2 separate regions of the Mus musculus genome follow, and region 2 is linked to region 1. A link is a contact called in public Hi-C data. All regions are on one chromosome and are shown on one strand. The core of a region is the stretch at or near the end of the contact, and the rest is flanking DNA. Distances in the headings are between cores, read along the strand shown. Region 1 overlaps Tiam1 (T cell lymphoma invasion and metastasis 1). Region 2 has its middle 89 kb from the start of Gm10789.

Region 1 (7,292 bases), core at 3,328-5,827:
GTAAGTATATGGTCAAAGGTGTGGGAAATAATTAAATTTATTCTGCCATAGTTCTAGTGGGCAAGAGGAGCAGGAGGAGGAGCAGGAGGAGGAGCAGGAGGAGCAGGAGCAGGAGGAGGAGCAGGAGGAGGAGGAGGAGCAGGAGCAGGAGGAGGAGCAGGAGGAGGAGGAGGAGCAGGAGCAGGAGGAGGAGCAGGAGCAGGAGGAGGAGCAGGAGGAGGAGCAGGAGCAGGAGGAGCAGGAGTAGGAGGAGGAGGAGCAGGAGGAGGAGGAGGAGCAGGAGGAGCAGGAGCAGGAGGAGGAGGAGGAGCAGGAGGAGCAGGAGCAGGAGCAGGAGCAGGAGGAGGAGGAGGAGGAGCAGGAGCAGGAGGAGCCTGTATAATCTGGGAGTTTGCTTGCTGCTTTAATATCAACCTGACATGCCACTCATAAGGAAACCTTAGCTGAGAAAATACCTTCATCTGGTCAGGCTGTTGGTCCGGCTGTAGGACATTTTCATAACTGATGATTGATGGGGGAGGACACAGCCCAAGTAGGAGACACAAGCCTGGGCTGGAGGTCCTAGGTTCTGTAAGAAAGCAGGCTGAGTAAGCCGTGGAAAGCAGGCTGAGTAAGCCGTGGAAAGCAAGCCAGTAAGCAGCATGCCCCATCACACACACACACACACACACACACACACACACAGCCTCTGCATCAGTTCCTGCCTCCAGATTGCTGCCTGCTTTAGTTCCTGCCCTGACTTCCTTCAGTGATAAACAGTGCTATGGAAGGGTAAGTCATATAATCCCTTTTTTCTCCAACTTGTTGTTTGGTCATAGTGTTTCATCACAGCAATAGTAACCATAAGACCGGGATGTGTGTGTGTGTGTGTGTGTGTGTGTGTGTGTGTGTGTGTGCTAATTTGCATAAATATGCACTAGAAAAAAAAATTTAGAAGTATGTTTAGAGCCATTTTGAAGGTGTTGGAAATTCTGTCCTAATCAGAAACTGGAATTTATTTAACCAGTTTTTAGAAATCTCAATTCAGCAAATCCAATCTTTAAATTCTTCATATTTTAGTGACGTATGTATCAACTGATTGACTGACTGATTGATTGACTAATTGGCTGGCCTGGAACTCTGTGCAGACCGGATTGCCCTCAAAACTCACAGTCACCCATGTTCACCTGCCCCCTCAAGCACTGTGATTAAAGGCATGTTCTACTATGGTCTATTTTATTGTGTGCACACTGCTTGAGTGCAGAGACCCACAGAGGCCAGAAGAGGGCGCTAGATCCCCTGGAGCTGGCGTTGCAGCAGGCTGTGAGCTGCTCAAGGTGTATGAGGAATACAGAGCGAGGGTCCTAAGGGGAGAGCAACTGAGCCGTCTCTCCAGCTCAAAACAGCAAACTTTAACATCAAAACTCTAACACCGTGAAATACAAAGATGTGCTCGTTATTATACAAAAGACAGCCCTTGAACAAGGGAATCCCAGAAGACGGCCCAAGTCCTGTTTCTGTTCATGTGGTCTGACAAACTATTTTAAGACTCTGGCCCCCAACTTCCATGACAAACCTCAATTTCAAAAATAACAAAATGCCTTTAACAGCTGGCAGCCACGAATGAGCACCTCCAAAACCCGTTCGACAGTAAGCACCAAGAACACTGCAGCTCAATATGGAAACGACAGCTCCTGGTGCCACATCCCCTCGAGGTCATAGATGTTGTTCTTGCTGCTATACCAAAGATCAAAAGCACCAGGGTTTCCCTGTCGCTCTCTTGTGGGCTTTTCTAGAGGATCATTGAAAGCAATACCATTAAAGGGAGATCTGCCCACCCTGACTAGGGGGGAAAAGGGGCTTTACTCCGTGAGTATGCGCCCCCCCCTCATAAATAATCATAAAAACATCTTTAAAATCCACAACACTGAGGAAAGCTCTTGGTGCCGCATTCTGGGATATTGGCAAGAATTTGACATTGGGCTAGGACAAGGAAGTAGGCTCCAGATGAATACAGGGGAGGGAGGAGTGTGGGATCTGTATCTTGATGGGTCCGGTTAAGAGTCTAAACACAGCAATCGTGGGACCTTTGTTTATGCTTTGTCTGTTCCTTAGCTACTCTGTTTATGATTTGTTTGTTCTTTTCTACCGTTGGCTCTGCAGCCTCACACCAGCACACGTGGACCACAGCATTTGTTTGTGAGAGGTTATATGCCTGGATGGCAACACATATTTCCCTTGTACAGAAGGGATTGATAAATAACGAAAGCACATGTTCAGAAGGCAATCAACTGATTTACAAGTATGTACTGGGATCCCTGTTCTCCGCTCTTTGGGGAGCGCTTCCATGGGTATAGGTTGTGCTGTGTGGTGGCCCTGGGTTCTCCATTCTGAGAAGCTACCAAACTTTTGCCGAGTAACTGCCCTCTTACAGTCTTACCAAAGTACACATGGGTTCCAGCTTCCCCACTCCCGTAACAACACTTGTTACTTTCCAGTTTAGAAACAAAAATACACACACACACATGAGCACACGCATGCACACCAGGCTGGCAGGATGGATTGTTTGGCACAGTGCTGGCAAACAATCTAAGCTAAGTTCACTCAGCCCCAGGACCATGCGAAGGTGGGGGGAGGGAACTGAGCCCACAAGGTTGCCCTCTGACTCCACACGCATCGCTATCATAGTGACACAGTATCCATAGAGATTTACCATGTAGCCAGGCATGGCAGTGCACGGCCTTAATCCTGTAACCTGGGAGGTTACACAGACGGGTCTCTGTGAGTTCCAGGCCAGGCAGATCTACAGACTGAGATTCTTTCTCCGGGAAGCAGGGTGGGAATTCAGGCAGAGTTATATGGTGAGGGAAAAGCCACCACTGTAGTGATTATGAATAGTATCTCACTGTCATTTTGACTGGCACTTTTTAAATCGTTCATGATATAGGGTGTATTTTCCGTCATGGGGCATGCTTATTCGGCCACAGGTATGTATGTATGCCCTCTGGGGAAATGAAAACTCAAGTGCACGACCCATTTTATAACAGGACTGTCTTTAGTCCTTCTTGACAGTTTGGCCTTGGTGTTCACAGCAGCCAGGAAGTGGACACAGATAAAGAAAGCAAAATCTCGACATATTAGAAAATGTGATTCTACCAAGGTCTCTGAGCCATGCCACGGTATGGATGGGCCTTGGAGGCAGGGTGTTAAGTGAAATAGGACACGCACAGCTTCCACTATAGTAAGCTCGCAAAGTCAATGTAAGACGGAGGTTCGCAGGGCCTGGGGCAGGTTGGGTGGAGGATAAGAAGTGGGATAGGATTGCCCAACGAAACAATTCTGTCTGGGATGGTGAAAGCTGTGCTAATAACTGCACAGCCACTCATTTAAAATGGCTAATTTTATGTTGGGCATATTTTACCATGCCAAAAAAAAAAAAATAGTTCAGCATACTGTTTACTTTATACTTCTAAGTGTAGTCAAAAAATATTAGTCAAGACGGTTTTAAAGAGTGTCCTCCACCAAGGATGCTGGAGTTGAAGAGTCTCTGAAATAATAAGGAGCCAGGAAATGACACTGGGGGTACACGGAGTCGGGGCTCAGCAGGATCACCCCTGATGTGCAGTGACAAGGGATGACAGTGCCTTCGTCCTCACGGGGCCTCATCCCATAGAGAACTGTGAATAGAAAGTGACCTCGGAGGGTCACTGCTGAGAGACGGGGATTACAAAAAAGAACTGCAAAAAGAGATGGGACAAACCGCGTTCCATAGGGGCCCTTGGGCCTGCATCTGGGCCTCCAGCAGACTCTGTCCTCTGAAATTTCGAGGCGCCCTGTGTTTTTCTGTGTCCCTCAAACACTCCACGAGAGAATTTTTAAAGTGAGCTGTACTGCATAAACACCGGCTCGAGGCTAGAGATGGCTCACTGCTGGTGAAGGCACGTTGTCACTGTGCCTGACCTTCTGAGTCGGTCCCCAACAGTGTCCATCCTCGCCCCCTCCCCCACATCGACCGGAGCAAAGGGACTGCTCGAGAAGAAAACACAGGGCAAGGAGGGGACTACTTATTTCACTACCCAAAGACTAGATTTCTAGGCTTGCTCTAGATTTATTTAAGGGACATTCTAATTTATTTAACCCACCAACAGAGGCCCCCACAGCACAAGGAAATTGGGATGAGCAATACACCAATGTGACAATAACACTCAGAGAACAGTCTTGTCACAGAGTGTGCTTGTGTCCCGGAGGGACCTCCAACCAAAATAACAAGCATTCACCCACCGTGTACCTATGCTAACAGATACATGTCTGCCTTTAGTGCCCTGAAGACTGAGAATAAACAGGAATCCGCCGGAGCACTGAAGAGCCTGCCTTTCCAATACTTCCTGTAGCTTGCTTCCACACACCACCGTCAAGAAGGGGAATATTATGTTGTGAAACCAACAGCACACTTGCTACAGCTGCTAGGGAGTTCTGTAAATGGAGCTAAAGGTTTTCTGTTTAAAAACCCAAGCATCCCACTCCTCTGAGCTGTGTGCATACGCTTCACTCCCTGCCAAGTGCTTTTCTCCACTTGTCAGGCAGCAGCCCTTGATCTCAAAGGGAAGAGCCCAGCTCCCCTCCCACCAGCCCACAGCTGGACTTCCCACAGCTAACGACAGGACAGGACTGGTCCACTTCCCAATGGCTTTTGTGCTGCTTGACTCTGCTGATGGACAAAGCCCCGTGCCTCCTTTGTGGGAAAGGAATGGCTCTCTCCAGCTTGTTCTATTATCCCGACTTACAGGGGATGCGTTCCGGAGGGAGGGCATCTGGGTACAAGGGAGGCCTCAGGCTACTAACTAAAAATCACTTATTAGCAGCTGGACCGGCAGCTGATATTTCAAAGGCGCTGCCTACCTACCTGAATATCAAACCAAAAGGATTGGAAAGAAAACCAAATTTCCTCACTAGCCATGGCATCATCCCCAGTCCTCGCCACAGAACTCCCCATGAGGTCGCAGAGGAAGCAGAAAACAGAAGAAGCCATCTGAGGGGACAGTGCTAACAAGCTGGGGTGAGAGGGCACTCTGCACCTGTCTGCTAAGGCATTCTCACCAGGCAACACTTGCAGAGAACCTCTATGGCCAGATGAAAGGCAAGGTGGGGTGCAGAATGCTTGTCATTGTCACTCTGCTGGCCCCAAAGGCCGTCCCCCCATGGTCTCTGCTGCCGTTATTACAGTGATTTTCCTCTAGCCCTTCTTACCTTCCGGCAATTAAGACGCACTTGGGGTTTTAAGATCACTAGATGAAAGGGGGGCCAGATGTGAACGTTATTATTATTTTGTTCAAAGCAGACCGGTCCACTAACATCTGCGGACAAGTTTACTACACACCACTTAAAACAGACGAGCCAGGTCAGATGCCAAAAAGCCCCAGGTTTGTATTTCTGAAGGCATCCGACATCTACCACATGTTTTCAGGCTGTGATTTCAGATGAGGCTCCTGAGAGAAGGTTAACTTTCCAGTCGGCTGCCAGAATCAGAAAGAGACGTGTGCAGTGGAGAAGGATCAGCTGCACGCCTGGAGCTGGAAGGGGCGAGGCGGACGAGGGTGGAGGGGACGGCTCGCCAATCGGAAGGTACAGGGACACTGGGCTTCAGAGAGCTGTGGATTATCTTCAAGCATTTTTCATCCATCCTTGAACTCCTTACAGAATTCCTCAACTAACTCCCCTCAAATGATGAAAGCCCTTTTCTTACCAACTATAAAGACAGGGGCTTATGCCTGGAGAAGCTTAAACTTTATTAACACAGACCCAATGGCACCGGAGGATCTGGTTCTGTGCGCAATAACAAAATGTAATCAGTGCTCAGAGACATGGACGGCTGGGAGCAGTGGTCCAAACGAGGAAGTTGCTTGGTCTACCCTCAACTCCGGAGCCTATTAACACTTGAATCGGGTTGGACTCCCTTAGACCAGAGCCCTCAAAAGGCCTCTATTACACCACACCCAACTTTCTTCCTTGAGCCCAAGCCTCAGGGATCTCCATGAAAATCCCTGAAAATAACAGGCCCAGCGCTCTGGCCTCTTATTACCAGAAGAACTCAATGCCCTGCCCCTGGTCATCTTGATAGTGTCGCCACAAGAGTCCTCTCTGTGTAACCCTTCTATTCCAAACCCTTGCTTCTCTGATCTCCATGGTCACAGTCACCTCCCATATGGCGCGGATGCTCTCTTCCTTCACCACAATGCAGGTACAAGAGGGCAGAGAGATTCCTCCCAGTCTTGTTCCCCACTGAATCTCCACTGTCTGGAACTGGAGCGTGACACGAATGAAGCCTGTGGTAAACACAGAGGACCAGGAGGCTGGCTTCAGACGGTAAAGGACAAGCCCTCCCAGTGAGCGGTGCAGGAAGATCTTCACACTGGCCCAGTTCTATGCTCATGAGCCCTATGCACATAGACCCTGGAAACTCCTCCTGAAAAGGCACAAAGACCAGGGAAAGCTCTGAACAGGTTTCCAGAACTTTCAATCACTATCAGAGCCCTACCAACTCTAACCGCCCCCAAACCCAGAAGGTCTGGCTAACACAGAAGGTACCAAAATATCCCGACTCTGGGGGTACAAAAACAATTCTTTTTTTTTTTTTTCTTGTTTTTCAAATGATTGACTGATTGATTGGTTTATTTATTTATTTATTATACGAGTACACTGCAGCTATCTTCAAACACACACTAGAAGAGTGCATCGGATCCCATTACAGATGGTCGTGAGCCACCATGTGGCTGCTGGGATTTGAACTCAGGACCTCCAGAAGAGCAGTCAGTGCTCTTACCCACTGAGCCATCCTGCCAGCCCTTAAATTTTTATTATATAGATTGTTTTAGGTTTGTAGCCAAAGAACAGATTTTTTTTTTCATAGACTTTCTGTTTTCTAAGAACTGACTCCTCCCCTTCTGTCCACATAACCCACTAAGGAAAGGCATCTGTAAAACGGAAGAACCCACGTGCCACATCATTGTTACCACAAATCCTTCCCTGACTTCATTACTCTGGAAGCTGCACATTTTCAGGGTTGAGCAGAACACATTTCATGAATTTACCAGACTACCCAATCAACTCTCCATCCCCCAGCTCTCCATCCATCCCCCCCAGCTCCCCAGTCCCTAACAGCCGAAGCTAAGGTTCTTCTACGTCTTTTCATGGCTTGCTCATTTTTTTTAGCACTGTATAATACTCTATCATATGGAGTAGGCGCCCACCTACAGAAAGACATCCTGGTCTCCTCCCAGTTTGGGCAATTCTAAGTAAAGCCGCCGTGAACCGCA
Region 2 (7,292 bases), core at 2,076-4,575, 110 kb after region 1:
CAAAATGAGAAGCCAGACAGGGAAGACCTTTGTCACAGTGGCAGGCCTAACTGCAGTGACCGAGCCACCTGAGACAGCCCACGAAAACCTCGTTAAGACAAAATGTGCTGTGCAATATCATCAGAACAAGTAACGATGTCGTGGGTCTCCCTGCTCTCATGGATCATCGGCCGATTCGGCCCACGAGGGCAGTGGGAACAGAGACTTTGACCATGGGGTTCAGAGTCTGTACAGTGAATGACCACACTGGGACCAATTGTCAGTAGGTGATCAACTTGACTTACGATGACTGAAGGCTTATAAAGTTTTGGGGGACCGAGGGTAGGGACATCCAGGATGGGCAAAGGTCATTGGCTGGGGGCTTAGGGTACCTGGAATGCCTCACAGCATGAGAAAGCACTCCAGGAATCTCAGGTGCTCAATGAACAGGTTTTGTCAGGAGAAAGGAAATTGATCCTATAAACTAATTGAGGCTGCGTGACATTCCTCAGGTAGAGGCGAGTACGGGGTCTTAGAACTCCTTGGACAAGGTCAGAGAAGGAGAAACAAAGGGAGTCCTCCATTCCACACTGAGCCCAGAAGGCTATCTGGTCAGGGGTAGACTTTGACCTTAATTGGCAGAGTTTTCCCACTGATCTAGAAGGAAGTTATAGGGAGAGGCAGTGATGTTAAAAAATATGTTCTCTTTCTCTTTTTAAGCTTATAAAGCAGTTGGTTAAAGAAAAAAAAATTTAATTGTAAGAAAATCCTGTGGCTAGAGATTTTGATATGGGTTGTGAGAGTGGCAGCCATTTTGCTAAAATGGGATATCAATGTGACCTTTCCATTTTATGAGTGTGTGTGCAGGGGTGGGGGTGGGGATGTGGACATATTACATTATGAGTATATTAGCATGTGTGCACCTGTGCATGCATGTGCAAAGGGTAGAGGCTGAACTACCTGTCTCCCTCTATTGGCTTGTAATATTGTCATTTTGAGACATGGTTGCTCTCCAAAACTCAGCTTACCAAATCAGCTAGACTGACCAGTAGGAAGTCCCCCTCCCCTGGCACCTCCTGCATCAGCCCCCCAGGCTGGGGAGCATGTCCTCCACACCTGGCTTTCTCTATGGACACGGGGGGGGGGGGGGGGGGAGGGTGCTAGATTCAGGACTTCATGCTAGCACAACGCATACTCCATCCACAGAGATGTTCCTCCTTCATTCCTATTCTTCCATTGATGAGCTATGATTAATAACTTTGTATCTGAACAGAAGGAGAAAAGCCAGGGGAGGGAGAAAAGAGAAAAAAAGGAAGTAGAGAAATTCTAAGAAATCTTCCTAACATCATTGAACAAGAGAGGAATGTGAGGATACAATGTGAGCTCACGGTCGCTCATGGTCGCCTGACCAGTAAAAGCCAATGGAAAGTCCTGCACTGGTCAGATAGTAGCCGGCCAGAGCAAAGAGTAGATAGATGGTCACCCAGTGTGGGCACTATCAGGGTCGTCAGGAGGAATAGGACCTACCACTGACATGCAAACACACCCACACAGCACAGGCACACACAGATAAAGAAACTTATTACGAGGAGTTAGTTTATGATACTATGTGGTCTGACATGCCTGTAGATCTGCAATGGGCAAGCTGCAGACCCAGAGAGCAATACTAATTCTAGCCCAAGGCCAAAGGCAAGTGAGAAAACGACAGGCCAGATCCAAAGATAGTCAAGCAGGAGACACTGTCCATACCATGGGGGTGTCAGCCACTGTGTTCAGGCCTCCAACTGACTGCATGAGCCCTCCACACTAGGGAGGGCAATCTACCAACGCTCTCCCCTCTGTTAAATCTTATCCAGAAACATTCTTGGAGAATATCCAGAGTAAGGTTGGTCAAACATCTGGGCATCCACTGGCCAGGCAAGTATACACACCACAGCACTAAGTGTCTAAGAGTTCCCAGTGCAAACACGTGAGACACACCAGCCACACCTACAGCATCCACACTGGCTAAGATGAGTCCTGGTTAGCAGTACCTCTGGGAAAAGGCCAAAGAAAAGAGCCGGTCACAGGGATGTCCTGTAGCATGCACCCCTGGCCCCACACAGACCCACAGCCACAAGCCTCTGTCGCTCACAGCGCCACATCAGAGATGGAAGGTCTTCGAGAGCACAGATGAGCTCTATCAGACAGGCTGACAAGTCCGAAAATTCTGAGTAGTGGGGTCAGAGTCCATTCTACCAACCTGAATCCCCTGGCCTCCACATTTTAAGTGCTTCTCCATGCCCACCCTGCTGTCCCCGTATCCCTACTGGAAGTAGCACATATAATCCAAGTACTATTACAGTAACTAGGACAGATCTGAGGACTAAATGACGCCATGGTGCCAAAGTAGTCTTATTTGCACTGCGGTGATGAAACAGAAATTTGAAGGACAAAGGGTCTTTATTTGGCTTACAGGTTACACTCTCTTATCAAGGGGAGCTGAGGCAGGAACTGACCCAGAGACCATGGAGGAACACTGTTTACCGATTTGTTCCCCCTGGCTTGCTCAATTACCTTTCATAGATAGCCCAGACCCACCAGCCCAGGGGGAGGGGGCGGGGCACTGCATACAGTGAGCTGGGCCACTCCTCATCAATAAGCAATCAAAAAAAAAAAAAAAAAAAAAGCCACAGCCAGGCCTGCAGGCCAATCTGACAAAGGCAGTTAGTCCCTCAGCTGTGATCCCATCTTCCCAGGTCTGTCTAGGACTGCGTCAAGTTCATAAAACTTAACTCTGACAGACGTAAGAGAAGCATCCCAAAGCCAGGCACACACGGGTGCTCGAAACACAGTAGCTCTTTTCACTGAAAATGCTGGCTGTTCCCACTGCCTGCAGATGGCTGCAACTCCCTCTTCTTGAGCAGAGCTAAGTTTGGAGTGAGGTGATTCACGATGGACGGGAGCAATCCTTACAGTCGCCACACTGATGCAAACATTTCACAGCCAGACATAATCAAACCAGGCAGAAAGGCAAGCGTCTGGCAGGCTCAGGAGTCAGGAAGCTAGGGACACGGAAGTCTTCGCTGGACAGCCAGCCTGGTCCCCGGCCTTGCCCCTTCTTTCCTGGACTGTGAACTTTTCCTAGAAAGATAAATAAAACTCACCACAGACAACAGGGTGGTGGCCGACCAAACAAGTGGTCTCCCCAATTCTGGTGGACAAATGAATTTAATAAGGTTCCTTACAGGGAGGTGGCCGACTTACAAGCAGGGACACCACTGAAGAAACCAGCTCTCCCCAAACCCACTAATAGCACAGATCCTGAAGGGGGCGGAATAAAGCCTCTAGAAGGGATGCGCCTTACAAGCCCTCCCCTAGCAACCCTTACAAGCCCTCCCCTAGCAACCATTGGCTTGGTTGGGAAGGAGGAGCCTTAGAAGCCTCCTCAGCAGGCACTAACAGCCTATATCCCTTCCACAGGGGAACATTGGTGGGCCCCGGCTTGTGTGGGTCTCCTGCAGTTAGTGACAGCGGCAGAGCAGTCACGAGGGCAACAGGATGGTCCATGATGGAGGATGGTTGCAGCTGCTCATGAACAGTGTGCAGTTGGGAAGCTGACTGCCTTGCTTCGGTGAGCACGGCTGCTCGCTGGTGTCCATGAGACAGTGCAGACTCGACATCGCTCCTCCCTGGGCCATACATGATACTTCGTGTATCTAGGCATAACTGGGATACCCACACGTCCCTTTGTTTCAAGACAACTCCCCCACCCAATCCCAAATCTACTCCATTACCCACAGTATCTCGCTCTTCTGACCCAAAAGAAACCAGGTCCAAGGCACTTCCTGAAAATGTCCCCCTGGCTTCCTGCAGGAAGCAGGTCCTCGGTCACAGCCGCTCCTACAGCTTTTTCTCCCTCCACACCTGCCTCGCCCCCAACATAAACTTTTCCACAGCAGAACAAGCACAGAGGGTCCTGGCAAGACCGAGGCAGGCCTGGAGGCACAGGCCTCCATCTCAGATATTTGGGGAGATAAGCCAGGTCACAGGGTTGAGAGCTTGCCTGGGTTGAGTAAGCTCAAAGCTAGCCTGGGCTACCTCATGAGACTATCTCAAAACTTAAACACGCGAGCGTGCGCATGCACTCGAAGCTTTCCTAGCATCTGCAAGGCCTTTGTCTCAATGTCCAGCAGAGTTAAATGTGAGTGTTTCTAAAGAAAACCAACACTGACCCACAGAGGAGCCAGGGAGACTCTTCCCTCTTTAAATGTCCATCACTGCAGTCCCTATAGACCTCAGACATTAATAAACAATATCTCAGTTACCCAGAAGTCAATTTAACTACGCAGTCGAATGAGGGAGTCGGAGGGAAAACAGAATGGCGGCGGCTCAGAGACTCTATGCTAGGACGGGCCATTGCAGTAGTGATTTGTAGCTGGGGGGTAAAAATAAATCAGTCTGGAACGGCAGGTGTAGCCAGTCGACCGGGCCACCTCCAATGTGATGCTGGCCATCCATCTGTCCTGCTCCCGCCTGGGGACCTAGCCTCAGACACAGCTGACACAGGCAGAGGCGTGCTTGGTGACTGAGGTCACAATGATACGCTTCAGATTTAGCACACCATCTTATCATAAATTTTTAAGTTCTGAATTTTAATATATATTTATAAATATATGTGCAATAGTTGATGCATACAGAAGTTAGCCAAGTCTACACATGGCTGAATAATCCAATTCTTGTGACCTTGGGGACTCCAGTCTAAGTGGCCCAGCACCTGGAATTCAGAGAGAGGAGCGACCTCGGAGGCACGGAAGAGCCACAGCTGAGGATAGACCTGCAACCTGACCCAAAGGAAAAGACCAGGCTATAAAGCAGAGGCCATGCTCTGGAGAAAACTCTACTGAGGGTGTCACCAGGCCAAAGGGGCTTGTTCGGGGAAACAGAGAGGCATCTGCTAGACTTGGAAGAGTGTCTTGTATGACATTGGCCAACTCCTCTTGCTGCTGCTTAAACTGCAAAGGTAACCATAGACTATTCTGGAAGATCAACGTTCAGCCTTAAAAAAAAGCCTGAAAATGTCCCGGTTTTCCATTTGTTGAGACAAGAGTTTTGCTCTCTGCAGCCCAGGCTAGTTTTAATCTCACAAACCTTCCAGCTTCACAGTGTGCGGTACAGGGATCGCGGTTGTGCACCACCACGCCCAGTTCCTTGGGAAGGTGTGCATAATGAGCACACCATTAACAAGCGCCCACAGTCACAGGTCTACCAGGTGTTCCCCTGTGCCCTCTCCCCCTGGGCTGTCACCCAGAAGACCATCTCAAGCCTCCTACCGTGCCATCTGCAAACGAGTCAGTGGGTAGGGCTATGAGAGAATCTTTTTCACAAACATTATCCCAGAACTCTTAAAGGCCCACCCCAAACCCCATGATACCCCCAATTTTTACACATGGCTGATCACCTCTCTCTTTCAACAGCCTCCCCTCCCCTTATCAAGTCAGAGTCCAAACAAGAACCTAAGAAGCCAAGCTTTATCTAGGTATCCTTCACCCAGAGAACCCCTCCCCTCCCACTTACCCCAGACAGCATCGTTCCTGCATCTCCTCTTCTCTACCTTGAGGCCCATGCAGGTTAAGTAAGGCATGTCTCTTGCCCTTATTTTCCCTTCCGTCACTGTTTTAAAACAGTTTTTGTTTTTGTTTTGTTTTGTTTTGTTTTGGGGGGGGGCGAGGGAGACAGACAGATGGCTGAGTGGTTAAGAGCATGTGCTGCTCTTGCAAAGGATCCACATTCAATCCTCAGAACCCACGCCCAGCAGCTCACAACTGCTGAGTTGTGTAATTCTGGCTCCAGGGTATGACACCCTCTTCTGGAATCCATTGGCTCCTGCACACATGCAAGCAGACATATGCATGCACATGCACACACGTACACATACACACACACACATTATATGTGTGTGTGTGTATATATATATATATATAATATTTTTAATGTGAAAGCTTTTGTTAGCAAACCCTTCATAAGAGCCCGAAATACCAGCTCTTTCTGCTGAGATCCCAGCAAAGACTTGATAGAAAGGTCAGAGCGCTCTGTCTGCTGATCACTCCATCCACCCTTCACAGGCAGCAGCAGGACGAGCAGTCTCTGCAAGCGCCCTGCCAACTCCAGCTCCGACACTGAGCATAATTCAGGCAGGGCACCACTGTCCATGGCTCTTGGTTCAGTTCGATCATCATCTTTTGTTTTAAGAGTTATTTCTATTTTTTGTGTTTGAGTCTCAGCCGGCATGCATGTATATACATGTACCGCGTGGCTACCTGGTGCCAAGGAGGCCAGAAGAGGGCATCAGATTCCCTGGAACTGGAAAACTGGGGTTACTAACCACTGTGGGGGTGCTGGGGCCTGAGCCCCAGTCCTCTGTGAGAGCACGTGTTCTTACCTCCTCCATCATCATTAAAATAAACAAGAGGCTTTGAACTCTCAAGCAGGACTGGTTTTCCTTCTCAGGGCTCCAGGGGGCTGCTCAGTGCTATGAGCCTCCCCTCACCCCAAGGAGGCAACTTCCCCATGGGCATGACGGGCACGGAGACATGTTATTAGACGCGTTCTCACGACCGGCCAGGAAGAACACCACAGACCAGAATCTTCTGCGGCAAAGCTTTATTCTTACATCTTCAGGAACAGAGTGCAAGAAGCAAGAGAGCAAGAAGCAAGAGAGCAAGAAGCAAGAGAGAGAGAAAAGCAAGAGAGAGAGAAAAGCAAGAGAGAGAGAAAACGAAACCCCGTCCCTCTTAAGGAGCATTCTCCTTCGCCTCGGACGTGTCACTCCCTGATTGGCTGCAGCCCATCGGCCGAGTTGACGTCACGGGGAAGGCAGAGCACAAGTAGTCATAAGATACCCTTGGCACATGCGCAGATTATTTGTTTACCACTTAGAACACAGCTGTCAGCGCCATCTTGTAACGGCGAATGTGGGCGCGGCTCCCAACATCTCCCCCTATCCTTTTAATAAGAGCAAATAGGCCACCCATATTAATGAGAGTGGAGATAGAGGTCAAATCCCCAGTGTGTAGGTAAAGGAGCCATGTACAGGATTAGCTCTTAGGCTTACAGGCTTTTACCCAGAGCGACCCTGACCTGCTCCCGTGTCGTTTTGCCTGGGGGAAGGGAACTAGGACACTGAACCTTCATGAAAGATGACATGTCTCCCTAGAATAGGCTCATATATGCCGCAGAGCCTTTCCATTGCAGTGCTTAGCCTTGCAACTCTCTCGGGCTGCTGAAGCACACTCACTCCATCTCGTGCAATGAGTCTAGCCTCGTGAGATGTA

Evidence for each region. Hi-C and Micro-C count contacts between places; a contact is called where the count stands out from the background.
Region 2: a Hi-C map of cortical neurons shows a contact between it and region 1, with 2.4 times the contacts expected there. The contact joins two enhancer-like sites. A contact is called at or near these places in 5 of 484 Hi-C or Micro-C datasets (CD4 T cells, bone marrow-derived macrophages and cortical neurons), 3 of 115 datasets of contacts at active chromatin or transcription factors (bone marrow-derived macrophages, embryonic hindbrain and microglia) and 3 of 9 other capture datasets (adipose tissue, liver and pancreatic islet).

What each region holds. Positions count from the first base shown.
Region 1 is chr16:89,939,649-89,946,940 of GRCm38.p6, forward strand. The region is part of intron 2 of Tiam1 (T cell lymphoma invasion and metastasis 1); the gene reads right to left. Among named protein-coding and RNA genes, the nearest start is that of Tiam1, 18 kb to the right of the region's middle. Within about 2 kb of position 4,578, at least 43 of the 459 cell types and tissues checked have an H3K27ac peak or open chromatin away from gene starts, as enhancers often do. A contact at or near this core is called in cortical neurons, where this site is marked.
Region 2 is chr16:90,049,741-90,057,032 of GRCm38.p6, forward strand. It overlaps a transcript of Tiam1 not described here. Among named protein-coding and RNA genes, the nearest start is that of Gm10789, 89 kb to the right of the region's middle. Within about 2 kb of position 3,326, at least 33 of the 459 cell types and tissues checked have an H3K27ac peak or open chromatin away from gene starts, as enhancers often do. A contact at or near this core is called in cortical neurons, where this site is marked.